Linked DNA regions of Mus musculus: all the other regions are linked to region 1. A link is a contact called in public ChIA-PET data. All regions are on one chromosome and are shown on one strand. Each heading gives the region's core, a stretch centred on a gene start, on an enhancer-like site or on the middle of the called end of the contact. The rest is flanking DNA. Distances are from core to core; before and after follow the strand shown. Region 1 overlaps Gm36920 (a long non-coding RNA gene). Region 2 overlaps 1700025G04Rik (RIKEN cDNA 1700025G04 gene). Region 3 overlaps 1700025G04Rik (RIKEN cDNA 1700025G04 gene).

Region 1 (2,740 bases), core at 132-2,631:
TTGTAGCTAAGATCAGTAGGTCTGAAAAAAGAAATCCATAAATATGATATCATAGTCACTAGGAGGATGATTAGCTATTATAAGGGTACCCTGAAGTTGGTAAGAAGATCCTTTTGTAGTTAAACAGAACCCACCTCAGGGCTGGAGAGATGGCTCAGCAGGTAAGAGCACTGACTGATCTTCCAGAGGACCTGGGTTCGATTCCCAGCACACACATGATAACCCATAACCATTGATAGCACCAGTTCCAGGGGATCCAACCCTCTCATCTGGCCTCTGCCAACACTGCATGAGTGTGGTAGACAGACAGACACGCTGGCACTCACACATATATATTAATTAAATAAAAATTTTATAAAAGTTCGTCTCCACAATTTATCAATTTGATGAACTTGGATTTTTATAGATTGAGTTCCCACTAAAAATATACACCTGAGTAATCTAGGAGAACTTCCTAGAAGACACAGACTTGGTAGGAATCAGACACTGGCTAACTCTCTTCCTTAAATAGCTGTCCATTCCCATGCAAGTGCAACCACTGAATTCAGCTTCTCTCCCCCAGCTGCTGGTGCAGTGGCTTTGCTGGGGTACACGCTCTTGCTGTGAGCTGTGCTATCCACTGCAGTCCTGCAATGAGGAGGAGCCAGGAAGCATCATTGCCTGCCAGCCAGTTCAGGCCGTGCATTAGCAGTCAGCCTACCTCGGCCGGCCTTGCTGCGCAGGCTTGGCCCAATCTGTAAGGCAAGGCAATTTTCCATCTCTAATTTTCTGCAAACTCACTGTCCCCTAAGAACAAATAGCTATAATCAAAATGCCTCCTGTTGACTTTGCAAAACCTTGGAGCAAGGCTAACCACAGGTTTCTAAATGCTCATCTTCAAAGCAGATCTTTAAGGATGTAAACTCAGGGGAGGAAGAGCTTCAAGAGAAACCACTGCAAAGGGCGGTGGAGCTGTGGGCTGGGCATGGTAAAGAGCACCTTGTCCATCCTCCGCACCTTGTCACGTACAGAGCTTTGAAAAGGACTTTTTTTCTGCATTTGGTCTAATAGAATAACAAGCATAAACAAGAAGCAAAGGTTGCTAGAGTCTGGTGTCTACACAAGGTTTTGGAAATGGCCAGCATATACATAACTGCTAAGTCGCAGATAATGGGTGGGGGGAGGGGCTGGCATTGTCAGAGAACAGCCTGAATAATCGTCTTCTAAACAGATGAACTCTGATTCTTCCATTACTCACTTTATCCGTAATGTGTGCTGTGGACTGTCAACTCACGGAGCTGAAGAGGAATTATCCATGCAAGGCACAGACTTACGCTCAGGCTGCTCTTGTTTGCAGGAGATGAGATTAGTGCATAGGGATGAGGTAAGACAGCGGAAATTGACGGCCACCAGGTAGAAGAGATGCAGAGAGTGGGTGACAGGAAGCCAGGGGTGGAAGAGGGTTGAGGTGGACTACAGTTGTCAAGAGAAGTTCAGTGGAAGAGACTTTGCACAGGTTAGGATTTGGAGAGCAACAGAAGCAGGTATGGAGGGCGGGGGGGGGGGTGTTCTAGGAGAGGAGAAGCAGGCCAGGAGTGTCTTTTTTTTTTTTTTCTGCTTGTCAAAGTCTTTGAGGCTTTTCGAAGATGAAAGCCTGCGGATATCTCTGTGTCTTCACAGAAAACCAGTCCAGTGCACACAGTTACATAAAACATGGGGGCACTAGATGATGTCCAAAGGGACAAGTTATGTATTACAGATTTTTAAAAATAGCATCTTATATTCTAAACAGCATAAAATTGAAACCGTATTTCACCTTTTCCTTAGCTTGGAATACTCGAAATGTTTAGTTGTAAAAGAAATAATTATTTGAACAGATATGATCAAAAGTGCATGCCTGTGTGTGTGTGAGAGAGACAGAGAGAGGGAGAGAGAGAGAGAGACAGACAGACAGAGACAGAAAGAGAGAGAGACAGAGACAGAGAGAGACATAGACAGAGACGGAGCATGCACTCTGACCGAGCAGCAGCAAGTCCGAGTGACCCACCTGTTTCTCCCACACCAGTGCTGGGTTTGGAAGCCTGTGCTACCACGTCTACATTTTTTAGGTGGGTTCTGGGAATCTGAACTACAGAGTTGATGTTTATGTGGGAAGCACTTTCCTAAACAAGCCTAGCCTAGCTACCCAATGCTAGTGTGTGTGTGTGTGTGTGTGTGTGTGTGTGTGTTTTAGACAAAAATCTCATTAGGTAGCCCAGGCTGGCCTGAAGCACAGAATTCTCTTGTCTCAGCTTCTTGGCAGACTCTCATTTATATCTGTGATTATTTCCTGTTGCTCTCTAACCAAACAGCTGTGTTTGGAATGGGTGAATAAGATTCCATTATAATGAAAAATATCACAAACCTGCCACTTGGGGAGAAATTTTTGAAATGCTGAAATGGCTGAGAAGATAGTTTGCATCCCATTTGATGATTAAGGGAGAGCACTCTACAGTTCAGATGAAAAGCTGTGTTAGAACCATACACCTGCCTGCAAGCAGGATTTTAACCGGCAATTTGGCTTCTAGGTAATATATGATGACCTACACAATAAATTAATCTTTTTTTTTTTTTATTTCACGAGAAACACAAGGCCAAAACAGTGCCAAGTATGCTCCCCAGAATTGCTTGGCCATGTTCCCAGATGGTTCAACAGCCTAGCTCATCAACCTATTTGCTAGGTGGAGTCTTACTCTTCTGGTCTAACCAGATTGCAACATGT
Region 2 (2,740 bases), core at 121-2,620, 380 kb before region 1:
GTGGCCACCATCCCATGTCCAAAGCCCCACGTTACCAGTGAGAAGCAAGGCTCAGGCCATCTCTGGACCACTCGAAAGAGATGGATAAGGAGAATAGAAGGGAGGGGATGCTTGACATCAAAGCAGAACCAGGCTAGAACTGACATCTGTATCAGAGTTCACCTCTACCCAATCGCCGAGGATACAGGCTAGAGAGCATCCTGAAACCAATAACATCTTTAAAGTGAACTGCAGAATTTTGCTGCATACTTGGACACGAGAGAAGTGAAAAGTTGCAACAAGTTTTAACTAGCAGCAACAAAGAAAGTTCCAGAACAGTTTTTTTTTTTGTTGTTGTTGTTTTTGTTCTTGTGTGTGTGTGTTTGTGTTTAGCAATATTCCTCTGCAGGTTCATTAAGAAACACTGTAATTTAATGGGGCATAGGACATGGAACAGTCTTCGTTCGCTATAGTGCTGTTCAGTGAAGAGAACCGACCTTTGCAAAGGTTTCAACTGGGGTGCAACCTATTTACACAGTAGTAGCTCCTGGTCCGACTGAGAACCGATGCTATGTGATATCCTCTTCTTCAGAACAGTAATCCCGACCCTGGGAAGAAACAAAAGCAAAGGTCACATGGGTAAACAACGTAAACCAGGGTCAAGAATAGCCGAGGCTGGTCCATTTGCTTCCAACTTACGTCTGCTCTGTAATAGACTCGAGTTTTCATCAGTGACCACTGGGTTTAGACTGATGCTGCACACGCAGGAACACACGCATGCATGCACGCACGGTACATGCGCACATGCAGGCTGATTTTCAAGCTCTATTTATTCAAGGCGTGATAGACCAATCCTATAATAAGCTTTTTAAAAACACCGGGCAGAATTTATCTCAACTTATATTACAGGCATATAGGAGATACAGCTTACACCAAGAAAGTCAAAGTGTTTCTCTCTCTCAGCAGGAAGACACAAGGGTCACTTTCAGCGGCTCACATTCTACAGCTTCCCCCACCCCCACAATTGGATTTTAAAATGTCACAGGAGAAAGGTGTGTAAAATCCAGGGGTGCCTGAGTTTTTAATTCACTCTAAAATGGTTTAGATGAACCGCAAATAAGGGTTTTATGAACACACGTGACAGATCTGGGGCTGTGGAATGTCTTAACAGATGACTCCAACCACAGGACCTTTGATGAGCCGGCCAGCGAGTAGGTTCCTGGCAAGTTTGAGGACAGTAGGAAATGGCTGCTTTTGAGGCTCTTCCGTTCCCTCGCCACTGTGAAGACACAGCTGGGACCGGGATTGAGGTTCTGTATCTGACCTGGCTGGGCTGTCCTGATCAAAAGTATGTAACTTCCTCAGACAGTACAAGACAAAACCACATTTCTGTGTCACCACAATGTCACAGAAGGGCTGCTGTGAAAGGTCAAGTTGGATTATTTGGTTTGCACCAATCACTTCACTGGTTTCTCTCTTCATGTGCAAGCTAGATGCTCTAAACCTGGGCACAAATGCTCCTTTAAAAACAGATCTTTTGGCTCAATAACATATAAAAATAAGAACCTCAAGTAATATAACTGAAAATAGTGCATGGCACTAAGTACTTTGGTAGTTTATCTTACTTAGATAAGCAAGCATCATCCCAAGCTATCTTCTTGTTAACTATTTTATAATACACCTATATCAGGCAACCTCCAGACATCCTTTGTTCTTTTATTTTGGTTCTATTTCATTTCTATAGTTGATGTGCATGAAGTATCGGTAGCAAACAACTCTTTGTTTACCATGTATCTACTCCTTTGATTTCAGGCTGAATTTATAAAATTATAAATCATATTTTATTACAGTAAAAAAACCTACGATTTTTTGGTTACTAGATGTACTTTTCTAACCCCCCAGCCTATGGTTCTTTCCAGCATATTCAGTAAAAAAAATATTTTTCAAACAAACCCAGAATTTTCTAAATAACTGGAATCCATTCTTAAAAATACCAATACTTAAAAATTTTAAAATGTAACTATTCATCTAACATGTAACATGTTTAAATGCTTGTTATACATCTGCATATATTGGGAATATGTCACAATTCCCTAATGCTAAGTGCCACTATAACGAATTTTTAGTCCCATGTCTGGCTGCTAATCCTGGCTGTGTTTCTTGCTGATTTTGGTACCTTGTTCAAGTTACCTCTTTTAGTCTCAGTTTTTCTCACTGATCAAATAAAAATGAGGACAGCTATTTAACATGGCTGTTGAAAGTATTAATAGAGTCTAAATTGTGACTATCATTTGCTCATAGTGTGTGGGCACATGTATACAAGTATATTTCATATGCATGAAGAAAACACAACAAACAGACACACGCTGCCATACAACGAAGCCCTGGGACCCACAGAAGCAGGGCTGATAACCCACTTCTTGACTTTCTGAGTGCCTTGCAGAGTGTCTAAGTCCAGTGCCAACTTGAGGTTTCATTCATTTGCGGCATAAAATCTCTAGTGGATGGAGAAAATGGACAACCAGTGCTCCCAGGAAGAGGATGTAGGTAGCAGTCACCCCATGACAGCCTACCCAGTGACATGGCTCAGGCTGACACTGTCCCTCACTTTGGCCCAGACCAGGCAGGAACTATTCTCTCAATCACCGTTGCAGAGATATACAGGAGACCTTCAAGGTTCCTGATCACTGGGAGTTTATTTTCCATCGTGTGATACAGGATACATACAAATCTATCTAGGCTTGACCTGAGGAGGCTCAGA
Region 3 (2,740 bases), core at 137-2,636, 310 kb before region 1:
TTTGAAAAGACAGGCATCTGCATGCACAAAACAAAACTGGGCCCTAATCCCATGCACAGACCTAAGTCAAACGGATCAGATATATGAGGCCCAGCACTACACAACTCTCAAGAGACAGCAGAAGACAAACCTATTTGCAGCACACATACCAGAGCCACACACAACACAGATGCTGCAAGGGCTCCCACTTGCCACTCCTCTCCACATTACCAAACGGGGCAGGCACGCTAGAGCCTTCAGCTCAGCACAGCTGTGCCATGTTGCTCAGGGAAGACTCTCTGCAGAAGGCAGTCATCAAAGCCAAAACCTCATAACTGGTCCAAGTGCTGAGACTTAGTGACTGGAGTTGACAGTGCTTTAAGGAGACATCTACATGAACTCCTATGAGGCTCAGAGAGTATCTTAGAAGAGGGAGCAGAGGCAATATAAGAGTTGGAGAATGGGGAGGGGCGCTGTGGAATGCTGTCTTCTGGACATGACATGATCTCTGTACTTGTGAATTTACAGCAAGAGCTACTGGTAAGAGAACACTGCTGGGGAAGAGGGAGATATTTCTATTCCAGGATATGTCTAGCTGCTGGTTTATGTGGGTAGCACTAACTGGACTCAATGAGTTATTAGAAACAAAACAGGATCATAAAGGTGGGAGGAGTACTTACTGGGGACTAGGAGGAAACTTGGGAAATGGATATGACCAAGACATATTGTGTACATGTATGAAATTGTCCCAAAATAAATAAAATAATTCTATTAAGAAAAACTGACAAAACGCCTCTTGTGGCAAGACATGAAACTATGGGAGACAGCAGAGTCAAAATTTTAAAATATTACACTTGACGGAAAAAAGACCACTAAAAATTTGCACAACAAATTAAAATAGAACTGAACATTATTAAAAAAATTTAAAAAGTCATCAAGAGACAAAACTAACAATATTAAAGGGAAATTACAGAACAGAAGAACACATATGAAATAGATGCAATAAAACGAATGCCCAGAATACATAGAAAATTCCTGAAATGGCCAACACCTCCACAGTCCGTTTTCTTTTTATTCAGTCCAGGACCCTAGCTTATAGGACGGTGCCATCTACATCCAGGGTGGGACTTCTCTGCTCTTTTACACCTTTCTGGAAACGCCCACATAGACACACCCAGAGGTGCTTCCACAGTGCTTCTAGCTTCTAAACCCCACTAAGATGACATTGGAGTCATTGAATATTCGAGTTGTCAAGTATCTAGCCTCACACATGCTCCGTAGCACAGGATACTTAATTACAAGACATGACGACAATTCCCCACATCTGTTCCAGCAAGGTGTGACATTCTAATCACAAAGGTATGCACAGTGACTAGGGAATGCTCAGGTCTTTGAAGGAGTGCACTCACACACACACCCCTGCCCCCAGCATTTCTCTCTTCTATTTGGCTGGTTGGTAGGCAGACCTGCCAATGGGCATGGAAGCAGCATTTTAAAATCCAGTTTAAAAGCTGTCTGTTGGATATGGCAGAGCAACAATACAGAAGGAGGCTGGGTCTCTGAATCTACAAAGCTTCCATAACAACCCTGCAGACTGTCTGTATGCCAGTGCTATGTGTAAACAAAATAAATGCTTGTAATGGGGTGCTACTGTACTTGTGTGAGCTGGCTCACTCCCATGTTGTGAGAGAGGTTAAAAGAAGACCCCAGGGGATCAGGCTGTAGACCTCAGGCTTCAGAGCAAGTAGGAAATTGAAGTTTTGATCAAGGAACAGGCAAGTCTCAACCACTTCCTCTGGGCAGTGGGCAGTGATTCGGTCTGCACTTGACCTCAGATACAACAGGGGTTCTACTTTGATGGTAAAAACAAGCAGCTTTTGGTGAGCACATGAGAAAACACAGCCTCCCTTAAGGTAGAGTCTGCCTGAGGGGCGGGTCTAATGGAGAATGGAGAAGAGGTTTCAACAATTCTTTGGTTTGCTTACTTGTTTTGAAATGATATTCAACAGGAAATGGGGCTGCCTGCTGTCCCTCCGGCACCTGAGGCTGTGTGTGAGAAGTCGTGAAGTGGCTGGGAAGTGCTTCAGGAGGCAACCTGTCTACCTGCTTCCGCTCCAGGATCCAGACTATGGAAGCAGGGACAGGCAGGCCTCTTCTATCCCCGCTGGAACATCTCTGTTAAGTTTTTTCTTGGGAAAACCTCGAGAGAGCTGATTTTACGTCATGCGACAACTGAACTTGCAGGTTGGATTTTACGCACCCCTCTTTCTGGGTCCCCGTTCGGCTGGCCTGGGCCATTTTCACGTTAGCAGGGATGACAGCGGTCCGGATGGAGCTCCATTTCCAGTGACAAATGTGCCATTCCGCCTCCCTGAACTGCTCAGACTCCTCAGTGCTGTTACTGTTTCAAAGCTGACATCATGTACTGGATTTCAAAATCCCCCAGGGATCTCTGTTGCTTGGGAAAGCCTGAGCTCTAACCTCAGAAGACCCCCCAGCTGACCTTTCCAGATTCTTCGCCCCCGCTGCTCAGTTTGCTGGCTAAGCACGACCTACACTTTCAGAGGCATCTTTTCTCAATTCCTTCTGTGCACACTGTCTCACTACCTCCCAAGTGTCTCCTTTCTGAGTGTCCGTGCCTGCTCTCTCCCTGACTCTGAGGGGAAATAATCTGGGATCTCCACAGCATTGTCTGTTTAACCGTATTTTAGTTTTTGCTTTTGTTTTTTGTTTTTGTTTTTCTTTCCAAACCATCCCAACC

The links. ChIA-PET counts read pairs in DNA pulled down with a chosen protein or histone mark.
Region 2: a contact with region 1 is called in an RNA polymerase II ChIA-PET map of memory CD8 T cells, with 49 read pairs. The contact joins two enhancer-like sites. A contact is called at or near these places in 4 of 484 Hi-C or Micro-C datasets (CD4 T cells, the HL-1 cell line, bone marrow-derived macrophages and 1 more), 6 of 115 datasets of contacts at active chromatin or transcription factors (bone marrow-derived macrophages, embryonic basal ganglia, embryonic stem cells and 3 more) and 1 of 9 other capture datasets (embryonic stem cells).
Region 3: a contact with region 1 is called in an RNA polymerase II ChIA-PET map of memory CD8 T cells, with 10 read pairs. The contact joins two enhancer-like sites. A contact is called at or near these places in 4 of 115 datasets of contacts at active chromatin or transcription factors (DN3 thymocytes, acute myeloid leukemia, large pre-B cells and 1 more).

The regions. Positions count from the first base shown.
Region 1 is chr1:152,269,205-152,271,944 of GRCm38.p6, forward strand. The region is part of intron 3 of Gm36920 (a long non-coding RNA gene); the gene reads right to left. Among named protein-coding and RNA genes, the nearest start is that of Gm36920, 19 kb to the right of the region's middle. Within about 2 kb of position 1,382, at least 26 of the 459 cell types and tissues checked have an H3K27ac peak or open chromatin away from gene starts, as enhancers often do. A contact at or near this core is called in memory CD8 T cells, where this site is marked.
Region 2 is chr1:151,892,846-151,895,585 of GRCm38.p6, forward strand. It overlaps 1700025G04Rik (RIKEN cDNA 1700025G04 gene), which reads right to left. Exons shown (of 6, transcript NM_197990.3): 6 at 1-587. The coding sequence ends at 549. Among named protein-coding and RNA genes, the nearest start is that of Edem3, 140 kb to the left of the region's middle. Within about 2 kb of position 1,371, at least 29 of the 459 cell types and tissues checked have an H3K27ac peak or open chromatin away from gene starts, as enhancers often do. A contact at or near this core is called in memory CD8 T cells, where this site is marked.
Region 3 is chr1:151,958,990-151,961,729 of GRCm38.p6, forward strand. All of the region lies in intron 3 of 1700025G04Rik (RIKEN cDNA 1700025G04 gene), which reads right to left. Among named protein-coding and RNA genes, the nearest start is that of 1700025G04Rik, 130 kb to the right of the region's middle. Within about 2 kb of position 1,387, at least 32 of the 459 cell types and tissues checked have an H3K27ac peak or open chromatin away from gene starts, as enhancers often do. A contact at or near this core is called in memory CD8 T cells, where this site is marked.